Regions from separate parts of the Capra hircus genome. Here region 1 is linked to region 2. The links are chromatin contacts, called in public Hi-C maps. All regions are on one chromosome and are shown on one strand. Each heading gives the region's core, a stretch centred on a gene start, on an enhancer-like site or on the middle of the called end of the contact. The rest is flanking DNA. Distances are from core to core; before and after follow the strand shown.

Region 1 (6,116 bases), core at 1,657-4,156, 170 kb before region 2:
CCGTCTGCAGTCACACAGCTGGGCTAAGGCGGGGGGCGGGGGGGGGGGGCGCACCAGCCACTCCTACGGGGGCACAGAGCCTGTGCCACCTGAGACCTGAGGAGAGAAACCCACGGGACCTGGTCTGGCATCACCACCAGTCTGCAGAGCCCCCTCCCTTCTCGGACACCAACATCAGACAGGGCCGCTCTGGGCCTGTGATGGAGCACGACGGAAGCAGGGTCACGCCGCTGCCCGCATGCGCTTGGACAAAGCGAGAACTCTGGGCGGACCTCAGAATGAGCAGAGCGCCCCTCTCCTGGAGAACAGGAGCGGTGCTCCCTCCACCCGCCATGACTTTAGCCCTGCTCAGCGCCTCCCCTCACCTTGTATAAAAACACGAGATTCCCAGTCATAACATGGCTCCATTTCCCGACCGCCTCCAGCCCAGAGGAAGATCGGGTTCCCGGTACCCTTTCCAAAGGCTCCTCGCCCCCACTTGGCTTCCCAAGCCCCTCTGTGCCCTCCTGCTGGGACCCCCACGGTGCCTCTGGGGTGCGATCCCCCTGGTTGCAGTGAGTCCCACTTGCACGACGGCAGGTGTGTGCCAGGTGGTGGCGTCCGGCTGGGGAGAGAGAGGCCAGTTCTGACCTGCTGCCCCGCGGGAGCTCCTGGTGACCTTCATCAGCTGCAGAGATGCTCCCGGGAGCCCCCGGGCCAGACATTGGCACTCTGCACCCCCTCCCCAGGGCAGACAAAGAGGGCACTGGATTGGCTCCTGCTGCAGACATTTTGGTGCCCGGTGTGGCATCCCTGGCTGTGCCCGGGTTTCAGCCTTAGGGCACCTTGCCACGCAGGCTCAGACTCATCTTGCGCAGCGTGACAGTTGAGCTCAGTCCTCTCTGCTTTCCTGCCCGGGGGCCTTCTCTGAAGCTTGGAAGCTCTCTGCCCTCACAGTCTATAAGGTGCCTGAAGAGAGCTCACACCCCCAGGGGCCACGTCAACCAGGAAGAGAGGAGCTCTCATGGAAAAAGTTCCCAGCCTCCGCCCTGCCGTGGATGCTTCTGGAATGTCCACTTCCTGTGGACGTCACAGAGGAGGAACAACCAAGCCCTCTGCTCACGACACCCTTCCTCTGGCTTTTCCTCTCTCTCTGCCCCACTCTCCTGACTCGCTGACTCCTGTTTCCTTTTTTTTTTTTCCTGTTTATTTATCTTACTTTACAATATTGTATTGGTTTTGCCATACACTGACTTGAATCCGCCATGGTGTACATGTGTTCCCCATTAAAGAAGGCTCCCACATCCACGGCCTCATTCCCATCTGCTGTCAGGTTGCCCCAAGCTAGCCTGCCTCCCCAGGACCTGCCCAATGCTAGCTCCTGCCTGCAGAGTTTCCGAGGCATAGTGTGGCCTGGGGGTGTCTCCACTCCCAGCTCCAATCACAATCCCCAAGCTCCTGGTCACAGAGGGTGGGCCAGGAGTGGGTGCATCCCCTGGCCAGTTTAACCAGAGTGACCCTCAGAGCTCTTGCTGCGGATCTGGGACGTGAACTCCGGCTCTGCCACTGGGCTTGTTGGGACGGTACTTTACGGGTCACGAACTCTGGCTCTGCCACTGGGCTTTACTGATGAGTGCTTACTCCTCCCTTTGAAGGGTGGGGTCTGTTTGCCCTCCTCTTCAATGTGGGTTGCTCTGTGATTGCTCTGAGCAAGGAGAATGATGGAAGGCGTGTGTATGAGTTCCAGGTCAGGCTTTTAAGAAGACCAGCAGCTTCTGTGTTGGTCCACTGAGCCACAGGGTAAGAGACCGGACTTCCCGGCTGCAGGGACCTCTCTCAGGAGAGGGGAGGGTCCAGCTGAACAGCCTGCTAGACACCCTGGCCAGGGGGCTGGGTATGTGAGTGCAGCTCTTTTCAACCCTCCAGACTAGACCAGGCACCATCTGACTACCATCCAGCAGCACCAGTTGTTGCCACATGAAGCAAAGGACTTGCCTGGTTGAGCCATGCCCAGACTCATAGTCCACGAAACTGCAAGTTCTAACAAAGTCACTGTTTTAGTCCATCGATTAAGGGATAATTTATTAAGCAGCAAGAGTTGTTGCGGCCCCAAGTTGGGGTGTCTAAAGCCAGCAAGTAGCCATCCTGGGGACCAGGAAATCAGGCCAAGTAATGGATCTGTCTGGTGGCTCAGACAGTAAAGCCTCTGTCTGCAATGTGGGAGACCCAGGTTCAAGCCCTGGGTTGGGAAGATCCCCTGGAGAAGGAAATGGCAATCCACTCCAGTACTATTGCCTGGAAAATCCCATGGACAGAAGAGCCTGGCAGGCTGCAGTCTATGGGGTCGCAAAGAGTCGGACACAACTGAGCAACTTCCCTTCACTTCTTCACTTCACTTCAGTGGATCTGGTGATCCTTTTTTATCCTGGATCAAGCTTGACCTGAAGCTGTTCCAGGTTTGCCAGTTATATGAGTCTACTATTTCCCTCTTTTGCCAATTAGGGTTAGAGCTTCTGCTTATTAACCAAAGAATCCTAAGTAATCCAGCACCCAGTTTTTTTTAAGCTATGAAGAATATAAAGTTTAGTTTTGTTCTGGTGTCGGCAATGTTTGAAGGGCAGTTACTTGAGAAGGCTGTATGTCTCAAGAGCATGAGAATCCTGATTCTGGCTACCTGTCAGAAACACTGAGAGGTCTTTTAAAAATACAGATGCCTGGGCCCATCTGGTCGGTAGCACTGACCTTGGGGAAAAAAATAAAAATTCAAGTGAAAAATCTAGGTTCTGAGGGGACTTGGGGGCAGATGCAGAGATTCTGAAGCTTTCCTGGAGGAGCCAGAGGGAAACTTCCACCATGCCCCTCCCCACTGTCTCAGAGGTTGGCCACGCCCAGCTTGAGGTGGGACGGAGCTGGGGTAAAGCAAAAGAATGCTGGGCCAGCCCAGTTGGGGGTGAGAAGCCCAGTGGCTGTGGGGTGAGTGGGGGCAGTGGATGTCCCAAACATCCAGCGTGGGGCAGCTGATGGCGGGAGGAAGTATTTCCTGCCCCCTGGGAAAATCCCGGAAGTAATAATGGAAGCAGGACCCGCCCACCAAGTCTCCTGCACTCCCAGAGAGGTTCGGGGAGAAGCACCGTTTCCAGATCCTGAGTTCAGGGGTCCAGGCTCAGAGACACCTTCGCCGTGTTAATGAAGATTCAGAAGTCACTCGTGTAGACCAAAGAGTAGATGCCCACTTGGCCTGACGCCTCTGTATACTGTGCCAGCCCTGCAAAGTCAGACTCCGCCCGGGGAGGCGCCCTGCACTCACGGGATAGGCCCCGACACCCTCTTATCCCTGAGGAGCTAAAATAAAAGCGCCTTTAAGAACCTCCCCACCCCTCGCCCCTCCGCATGGGGAATCCACTGCTCCGTGTTTAACCAGAGTCCTCAGTGTGTCCTCATCTCCGTGGTTTCCTCGGGGACCCCACAGATTTGGGGTGGAAGGCCAGGTCTTCCATGTGAGGTTGGAGGGCTTACTTCTCGTCCTTGGCACTGTTACTTCCGGCTCATCATTTCCGGGCTTTGAAGCGTTTCTCCTTAGTGTCCTTATTTAAAGGGATGAATCGCACACAGCCCGCTTCTGTAGTCAGCACGCTGACTTGCCTGATTGCTGTGCCTTTATGCACTTTTTATTTTTTAAAGATGATGCTCCTTTGGCAAAGTTTGATTCCAAAGAACTAGACTTGTGAATTCTTAAAAAAAAAGGTTTTAGCTTATTTAGAATTTTTGCCTCCTAATCTAGAGTCTGGAAGACTAAAATGTAATCAGGACAACATCTTCTTAATATATACATATATTTTTGTCCACACGGTACAGCATGTGGGAGTTCTCAGATCAGGGGTTGAACCTATGCCCCCTGCAGTCAAAGGGTGGAGTCTTAACCACTGGCCCACTAGGGAAGTTCCCAAAGTCTTCTTAAATCTGACCTCAAATAAGAGCTCTTAAATTGGAGTTGTGTAACTTTTTTTTTGCGTTCACTCTGCTTGACAAGGTACACACACAAACACGTTGTTATCACTTCCCTTAAAATTCAACAAGTGTGTGTTATGTGTCTAACAAGAGTCAGATACTGTGTTAGGGACTCTAGGTAAAAATATGGGCAAAACTCTAGACTAGTGGAGGAGACGTGTTTGATCATTTCAGTACAGAGTGGACCATGTTCAGCCAGAGCCACGAACCCAGCCCCTGAGAAGAGGGGTGCTTAGCCCAGCCCTGGTGCTGGGGGAAGACTCTGGGGAGATGCTACATGAACTGTCAGGTGTGGTAGATAAGAACAAGCTGATAGGAGGAGAAAAGGGAACTCTTTTAAAAAAAACTATTTTATTGAAGTATAGTTGATTTACAATGCTGTAATTTCTATCGTACAGCAAAGTGATTTAGTTATACACGTGTATACGTTCTTTCCCCTTATGGTTTATCACAGGCTATCGAACACCGTTCCCTGTGCTCTGCAGCAGGACCTTGTTGTTATTTATTCTATATATAACACTTTACCTCTGCTACTCCCAAATTCCCTAATTCTCCTCCCCCTGCCCTTCCCCCAGTAGGGAACAAAGGATAAGTTTGTTCTCTAAGACTGTGAGTCTATTTCTGTTTTGCAAATAAGTTCATTTGTATCATTATTTTTTTAGATTCAGTATGTAAGCAGTATCCACATGATATTTGTCTTTCTCTGACTTACTTCACTCCGTATGATGATATCCGGGTTCACCCATGTTGCTGCAAATAGCTTTGTTCAATCTTTTTTATGGCTGAGTAATATTCCACTGTGGTCTGCACGTGCGTGCCTTCTTTGCGCCCTCATCTGTTGATGGACATGTTGGTTGCTCCCGTGTCTTGGCCATTGTTCACGGTGCTGCCGTGAACACTGGGGTGCACGCGTCCTTTCAGATCACGTTTCTCTCTGGGTGTACGCCCAGGATCAGATGGCAGCCCTATTTTTAGCTTTTTAAGGAAATTCCATACTGTTCTCCACAGTGGCCACACCAATTTGTGTTCCCACCAACAGTGTAGGAGGGTTCCCTTCTCTCTACACCCTTTTCAGCATTTACTGTTTATAAATTTTTTGATGATGACCATTCCGACTGGTGTGAGGCGGTATCCCAATGGAGTTTTGATTTGCATTTCTCTTATAATTAATGAACTTCCCTGGTGGCTCAGACAGTAAAGCGTCTGCTTACAATGCAGAAGACCTGGGTTCGATCCCTGGGTTGGGAAGATCCCCTGGAGAAGGAAATGGCAATCCACCCCAGTACTCTTGCCTGGAAAATCCCATGGATGGAGGATCCTGGTAGGCTACAGTCCATGGGGTTACAAAGAGTTGGACACGACTGAGCGACTTCGCTTTCTTTACTTTCTATAATTAATGATGTTGAAAATCTTTTCGTATGCCTATTAGCCATCTGCATGTCTTACTTGGAGGAAAGTCTATTTAGGTCCTCTGCTTATTTTTTGAGTGGGTTGTTTATTTTTATATTACACCACATGAGCTGTTTGTATATTTTGGAAACATCCCTTGTCGGTCACATCATTTGCAAACATTTTCTCCCAATCTGTGGGTTGCTTTTTGGTTTTGTTTATACGTTCCTTTGCTGTGTAAAAACTTTTGAGTTTAATTAGGTCTCATCTGTTTATTTTTGTTTTTATTTCCATTACTCTGGGAGGTGGAATGAAGATACGGCTGCAACTCTGGTTTCCTCTGATGGTTTTAGTGTCCAGGCTTACCTTTGGGGCTCTAATCCATTTTGAGTTCATTTTTGCGTGTGGTGTTGAAGAGTGTTCTAATTTCCTTTTTTACATGTGGCTGTCCAGCTTTCCCAGCAGCATCTATTGAAGAGACTGTCTTTCCTCCGGTGGATAGTCTTATCTCCTTTGTTGTAAATTAATTCACCATAGGTGTGCGGGTTTATTTCTGGGCTTTCTGTCCTATTCCATTGATCTATATGTCTGTTTTTGTGCCTGGGCCATACTCCTTTGATGACTATAGCTATGTATGATAGTTTGCAGTCAGGGAATCTGATTCTTCCAGCTCCATTTTTCTTTCTCAAAATTGCTTTCTCTGTTTGGGATCTTTTGTGTCTTCATACAAATCTTAAGAC
Region 2 (5,734 bases), core at 2,513-5,012:
TAAAATCTCTTTTGATTATACAGTGGAGGTGACAAATAGATTCAAGGGGTCCATGGGGTTGCAAAGAGTCAGACACAACTTTGTGACTGAACCACAACAAATTTACTGGTATCTCATTATGGTTTGATTTTTCATTTCTCTAATGAATAATGATATTGAGTATCTTTTCATGTGTTTATTTGCCATCTGTATCTGTAAAGGAAATCAGATGGACTGATGCTGAAGCTGAAACTCCAATACTTTGACCGCCTGATGTGAAGAACTGACTCATTGGAAAAGACTGATGCTGGGAAAGATTGAGGGCAGGAGAAGGGAATGACAAAGGATGATATGATTAGATGGCATCATTGACTCGATGGACATGAGTTTGAGCAAGCTCCAGGAGTTGGTGATGGACAGGGAGGCCTAGCGTGCTGCAGTCCGTGGGGTCACAAAGAGTCAGACAGGACTGAGCGACTGAACTGAACTGATCTCTGCTTTGGTGAAGGAGCTATTCAGATTTTTTGCCCATTTTTTAATTGGATTGTTTGTTTTCTTAATGAATCTTGAGAGTCTTTTGTATATCCTGGATAAAAACTATTTTTCAGATACGTCATTTGTAAATATTTTCTCTTAGTCTGTGACTTGTCTTTATTTTCTTTTGCAGAATAGAAGTTCTACGTTGTGATTAAGTTCATTTTATTACTTTCGTGGTTCGTGTGTTTGGCATTCTGCCTGACCCCAAATCAGGGAAATTTTCTCCTGTTTTACTTTTACATTTTTATGTTTAAAACTATGATCAGTTTTGAATTTGTTTTGTATAATATGTGAGATAAAGACCAAAGTTCATTTTTGTTGCTACTGCTATATTTTTGTTATATTTTTAAAACAGGGCTCAATATTACCTCTTTCTTCAGAGAAGCCAAACCAAATAGTAGTTTATTTTAGTTTTTTCATGGGTTACATCTTCATATCTTACACAATTTGGAGTACACAATGAAAAATAAGTCTCCCATGTTGGTCCTGAGGGTCACCCAGATACCACCATTCCCCTCTTCCCCCTCAAGACAACCATTGTTATCAGTTTTTTATTTGTCTTAACAGGAATAATTTACACATTTATAATTCAACTGAGTTCAGTTCAGTTGCTCAGTCATGTCCAACTCTTTATGACCCCATGCACTGCAGCACACAGCTTCCCTGGACATCTTCCCTGTCCATCACCAATTCCTGGAGCCTGCACAAACTCATGCCCATTGAGTTGGTGATGCCATCCAACTATCCATCTCATCCTCTGTCATCCCCTTCTCCTCCTGCCCTCAATCTTGCCCAGCATCCGAGTCTTTTCTAATAAGTCAGTTTTTTGCATCAAGCGGCCAAAGTATTGGAGCTTCAGCTTTAGCATCAGTCCGTCCAAAGAATATTCAGGACTGATTCCCTTTAGGGTGGACTGGTTGGATCTCCTTGCAGTCCAAGGGACTGTCAAGAGTCTTCTCCAACACCACAGTTCAAAAGCATCAATTCTTCAGCACTCAGCTTTCTTTACGGTCCAGCTCTCACATCTGCACATGACTACTGGAAAAAACCATAGCTTTGATTATATAGACCTTTGTCAGCAAAATAATGTCTCTTCTTTTTAACATGCTGCCTAGGTTTGTCATAGCTTTTCTTCCAAGGAGCAAGCATCTTTTAATTTCATGGCTGCAGTCACCATCTGCAGTGATTTTGGAGCCCAAGAAAATAGTCTTTCACTGTTTCCATTGTTTCTCCATCTATTTGCCATGAAGTGATGGGACTGGATGTCACGATCTTAGTTTTTTGAGTGTTGAGTTTTAAGCCAGCTTTTTCACTCTCCTCTTTCACTTTCATCAAGAGGCTCTTCAGTTCCTCTTCACTTTCTGCCATAAGGGTGGTGTCATCTGTGTATCTGAGGTTATTGGTATTTCTGCCGTCAATCTTGATTCCAGCTTTTGCTTCATCCAGCCTGGCATTTCACATGATGTTCTCTGCATAGAAGTTAAATAAGTGGGGTGACAATATACAGCCTTGACGTACTCCTTTCCAAACTTGGAACCAGTCCATTATTCCATGTTGGATTCTAACTGTTGCTTCTTGACCTGTATACAGATTTCTTAGGAGGCAATTATGTCTTTTAAAATAAATTATAAACTGTTCTCCCCAAAAATAAAAAGAAAGAGAACATTCCAGCATGCCAGAAACCCCTCTCATGCCCCCTTCCCTGTCTCCTCCTCAAGGTCACAGCCGTTCTGAATTTTATGGGAATCATGGACTTGCTTCTTGCTATGGTACCATCATTGCCCCTGAACACTACAGTAAACCGTGAACGTGATAGTGTAATATCACAGTACATATTCCTTTGTGTCTAGCTTCTTTCATCAGATACTGGGTTTGAAGCTTTCATTCACACTTTGCATGTGGCTATAGTTCAGCCAGCTTCACTGTTTAGTGGTATTTGTACTGGGTTGAACAGTGTCTCTCCAAAATTTATGTTTACCTAAAACCTCAGAATGTGGCCTTCTTTAGAATAGGGTCTTTGCAGATGTGATCACTTAAAATGAGATCATACTGGATTAGGGTGGAGTCTGAACCCTATAACCAATGTCCTTACAAGAAGATATCGAGAGGAGAAGGTCATGATAAGACAGAGTGATCCAACCACAAGCCACAGTGGTTGCAGGCAAGCCCCAGAAACTATGGGAGAGAGAGAGCAAAACCTCTGTCCAAGGAGCCAGGAGGAACCAGCCTGGCCAAAATCTTGATTGTGAACGTCTAGTCTGCTGAATTGGGAAGAATACATTTCTGTGATGGGAAGCCACCAGTTTATGGCAATATGCTATGGTAGCCCAGGAGTCTAATACAGTATTCCACTGAGAAAATCAGCCACAATGTGCTTATAAATAAACCTCCACTTCCGATCCATTCTGCAGTGGAGGTAGCTTGGTTAGTTTCAGGCTGGTAGCAATTCTGAGTAATGGTTCTGGGAACGCTGTGATCACATGTCTTGAAGCAAAAGGCTGACACGCCTCCTCTATACCACACTGCTTCCTGAGTGCTCAGCCTCTGATGGCTCTGCCTGTAGAAACTCCTGGTCCTGTCATGAAGCAGACTCAGGAGAAGGGAGAAAGGACAGCAGTGCAACTGGCAGAACCCTGGGAATGCCTGTCCACCTGCCCCAGCTCCAGCTCAGGCTGCAGAATCAGGGGCCCCTCACCCTCTCCTGCCTGAACCCTCCTCCTTGCTTCCATCCCTGGCCTTGCTGTGGACCTCACCCCAGCCATCACTTCCTGTTTACAGGACCCCCTGCACCCACCCACACACACACACACACACACACACACACACTGATGTTGACCTTGCATCTCCCCCTAGCCAGTCTCTGATCCCCCTTTCAGTCCCTTTCTTCCTTTGCTGGCTGACTGGGTTCGGGACTGGACCTGCTCTCTTCTGTCTTGAGGACTCAGCCAACGCATCTTAGGTGGAAAGTCCTTAACAATGCGTCCCTCTTGCAAGGAGAAGCTTTTTGAAGTATTTTCTTTCCCCCAAGGAGGAAATCCATTGGCGGTAGAGAATGGTCTCTCCCAGGGATAGCAGAAGGTTGGGGGCAGAGCACACAGGCGTCTTGGGGAGGAAGAGGTGAAGGGCATTTCAGTGGAAACGGAGATGCTGGTGCTTACGGCTGCAGCGCACCTCCCAGAGACAGCGTCACGGGGAAGAAAGAATGTGCCTGTCAGCTGCCAGAGGGCTGAGGCGAACGCCTGCCTCCCCGCCTTCAGCGCCCGCTCCTCAGGATGACTCACTTTCTAAGCTTCCAGAGTGGTGACGACGATTGTTTATCTGACACAAACGTCGAACTTGTTTTCATGACTGCAATACTAACCCAAAGCCCGCTGGGTTGCCTTTTTCCGGAGTAACAACATCCTCTTGTTATGAATTCTGTGTTTCACTTGGACCTATCTTCATAGCATTTGTATTTTTCTGTACAGCTCGTTCTGGGAAATTGGGAAAATAGCAATACTGATGTAGATAGAATTCCTTTTTTGTTTTATTCTTAGGGATAATCTACTGCTTTGATTGTGAAATACGATGACAGACCAGTGGCTGACCCCACCCATCAGTGCTCTGAAGCCAGGAGTGGAATATTTGTTTCATGAGGATTTCAGCAGCCAATATTCATTCACGGCTGCTCAAAGGCCTCCTGCAGAAAAGTCTAGGGAGATGGGGGGTGAGGGGCTATAGTTGAGAACCGGAATGTTTAGGGTTATGGGAATGCAAACTTTTTTGGAAAAAATCCTAAGTTTTCAATGATGCCTCATCTTCTCTCCCAACTCATAAGTTAACGTTTTAGAGGTCAGGATATTAGTCAAGGTGTGATCAGGGAAGCATGATGAGTAACGTGGGAAAACACAGACCTGCTATAGAGATGAGATGGTGAATAACGGTGGGAGCTGGTGAAGAGGGCTGTTAACTCTGCATTTGATGGGGGTCAATCCTGAAGTCACTGTAGGTTGGCAGGCCAGGCAGTTAGGAATAAATTCTGGGAAATGGAGTTCTGATAGCTAAGTTAACATGAAAACACAAGCATCCTAGTGGTGGACTCAGAAGTACCAAGCGGCAGTTGTCTGGAGCTCCATCATGGAGGCACCACTAAGCTAACGTGCGTATTCCACTTCACATGTGCCAGACACTCTTCTAAGCTCTTTGTATGTGTTCCACTCATTTAATCCTCGCAAGACCCCTATGAAGTAGTTTTATCCATTCTTCCTATGTCACAATGAGAAAACTGAGAGATCGTGAAGGTACTAAGCGACAGGCAAACCCTAGTTCAAGAGCAGAAATGCTGGGCAGTCTTTCATTCATCTTTTTTTCTTTTTTTTAACAGCCTACCGTTCTTTAACCCGGAAGCTTGCTTTGCTTTGCTCTTCTGTTTTGAATCTCCTTGCCCCCCTCCCTATGAGGCTCGAGAGGCTCTGGCTGGATTTTCTCGTGAGTGCTTTTCCTGCTATGACCGTTGTTCCTCTCTTCCCTGCAAATTATTTGACTTCCCTGTGAGACAGTTTTCACTGTGGAACAAATGAACTCAAAGAGTGTCTAAACAACATTAATTGATTCTTGCTTTGTCTCTGAGGCTTGGCTGAGGGTCTGCTGATCCAGGCTGGTATTACCTGAGTGGTTCTGCTTCAAGTTACAAGTCCAGATGGGCTTGGCATCTCATTGATTGGGGGCTCACGTCAGATCCACGCATATTGATTGTTGCTAGAAGGCAGTGCCTACACAGGACTAGCACTTCTCATGATGATAGAAGAGGCAGAGAGAGAGACAGGAGAGTCAGGGACGACTCCTAAGACTAGGCTCAAATCTCTGTACCACATCCTACGGGACCAAGACAAGTCTGGGTCAGGGAGGTATAAATATAGATGGAGAACACAGATGGTGTAGTGTGTCTCCAGAGGAAGGGGAGAATTGGAGTCAATCGCATACATTATTTAATAACACTGCTATTATTTAAAGGCAAGCAACTATCCTGAGGTTCTCCTTGAAATACATTTCTAGATCTCAGAAGATTAACTTTCAGAAGAAAAACAGAAATGAGTGGATATTTCAGATCTAGAAAGTTGACTAAGTGGTCAACAGCCAGAGGAAAATTTTAGGCATGTTCTCTGCTCTCCTCCGTACACCTCTAAGGTCAGACCTCACCCTTTGATATTCCATCCCATATCGCTGTGACCCTCAGGCA

The links. A called contact is a pair of places that touch in the nucleus more often than the background predicts.
Region 1: a contact with region 2 is called in a Hi-C map of liver, with 3 times the contacts expected there. The contact joins two enhancer-like sites. A contact is called at or near these places in 2 of 5 Hi-C or Micro-C datasets (blood and liver).

The regions. Positions count from the first base shown.
Region 1 is chr1:153,079,396-153,085,511 of ARS1.2, reverse strand. No RefSeq gene overlaps it. Among named protein-coding and RNA genes, the nearest start is that of DPH3, 21 kb to the left of the region's middle. Within about 2 kb of position 2,906, at least 1 of the 5 cell types and tissues checked has an H3K27ac peak or open chromatin away from gene starts, as enhancers often do.
Region 2 is chr1:152,905,784-152,911,517 of ARS1.2, reverse strand. No RefSeq gene overlaps it. Among named protein-coding and RNA genes, the nearest start is that of GALNT15, 110 kb to the left of the region's middle. Within about 2 kb of position 3,762, at least 5 of the 5 cell types and tissues checked have an H3K27ac peak or open chromatin away from gene starts, as enhancers often do.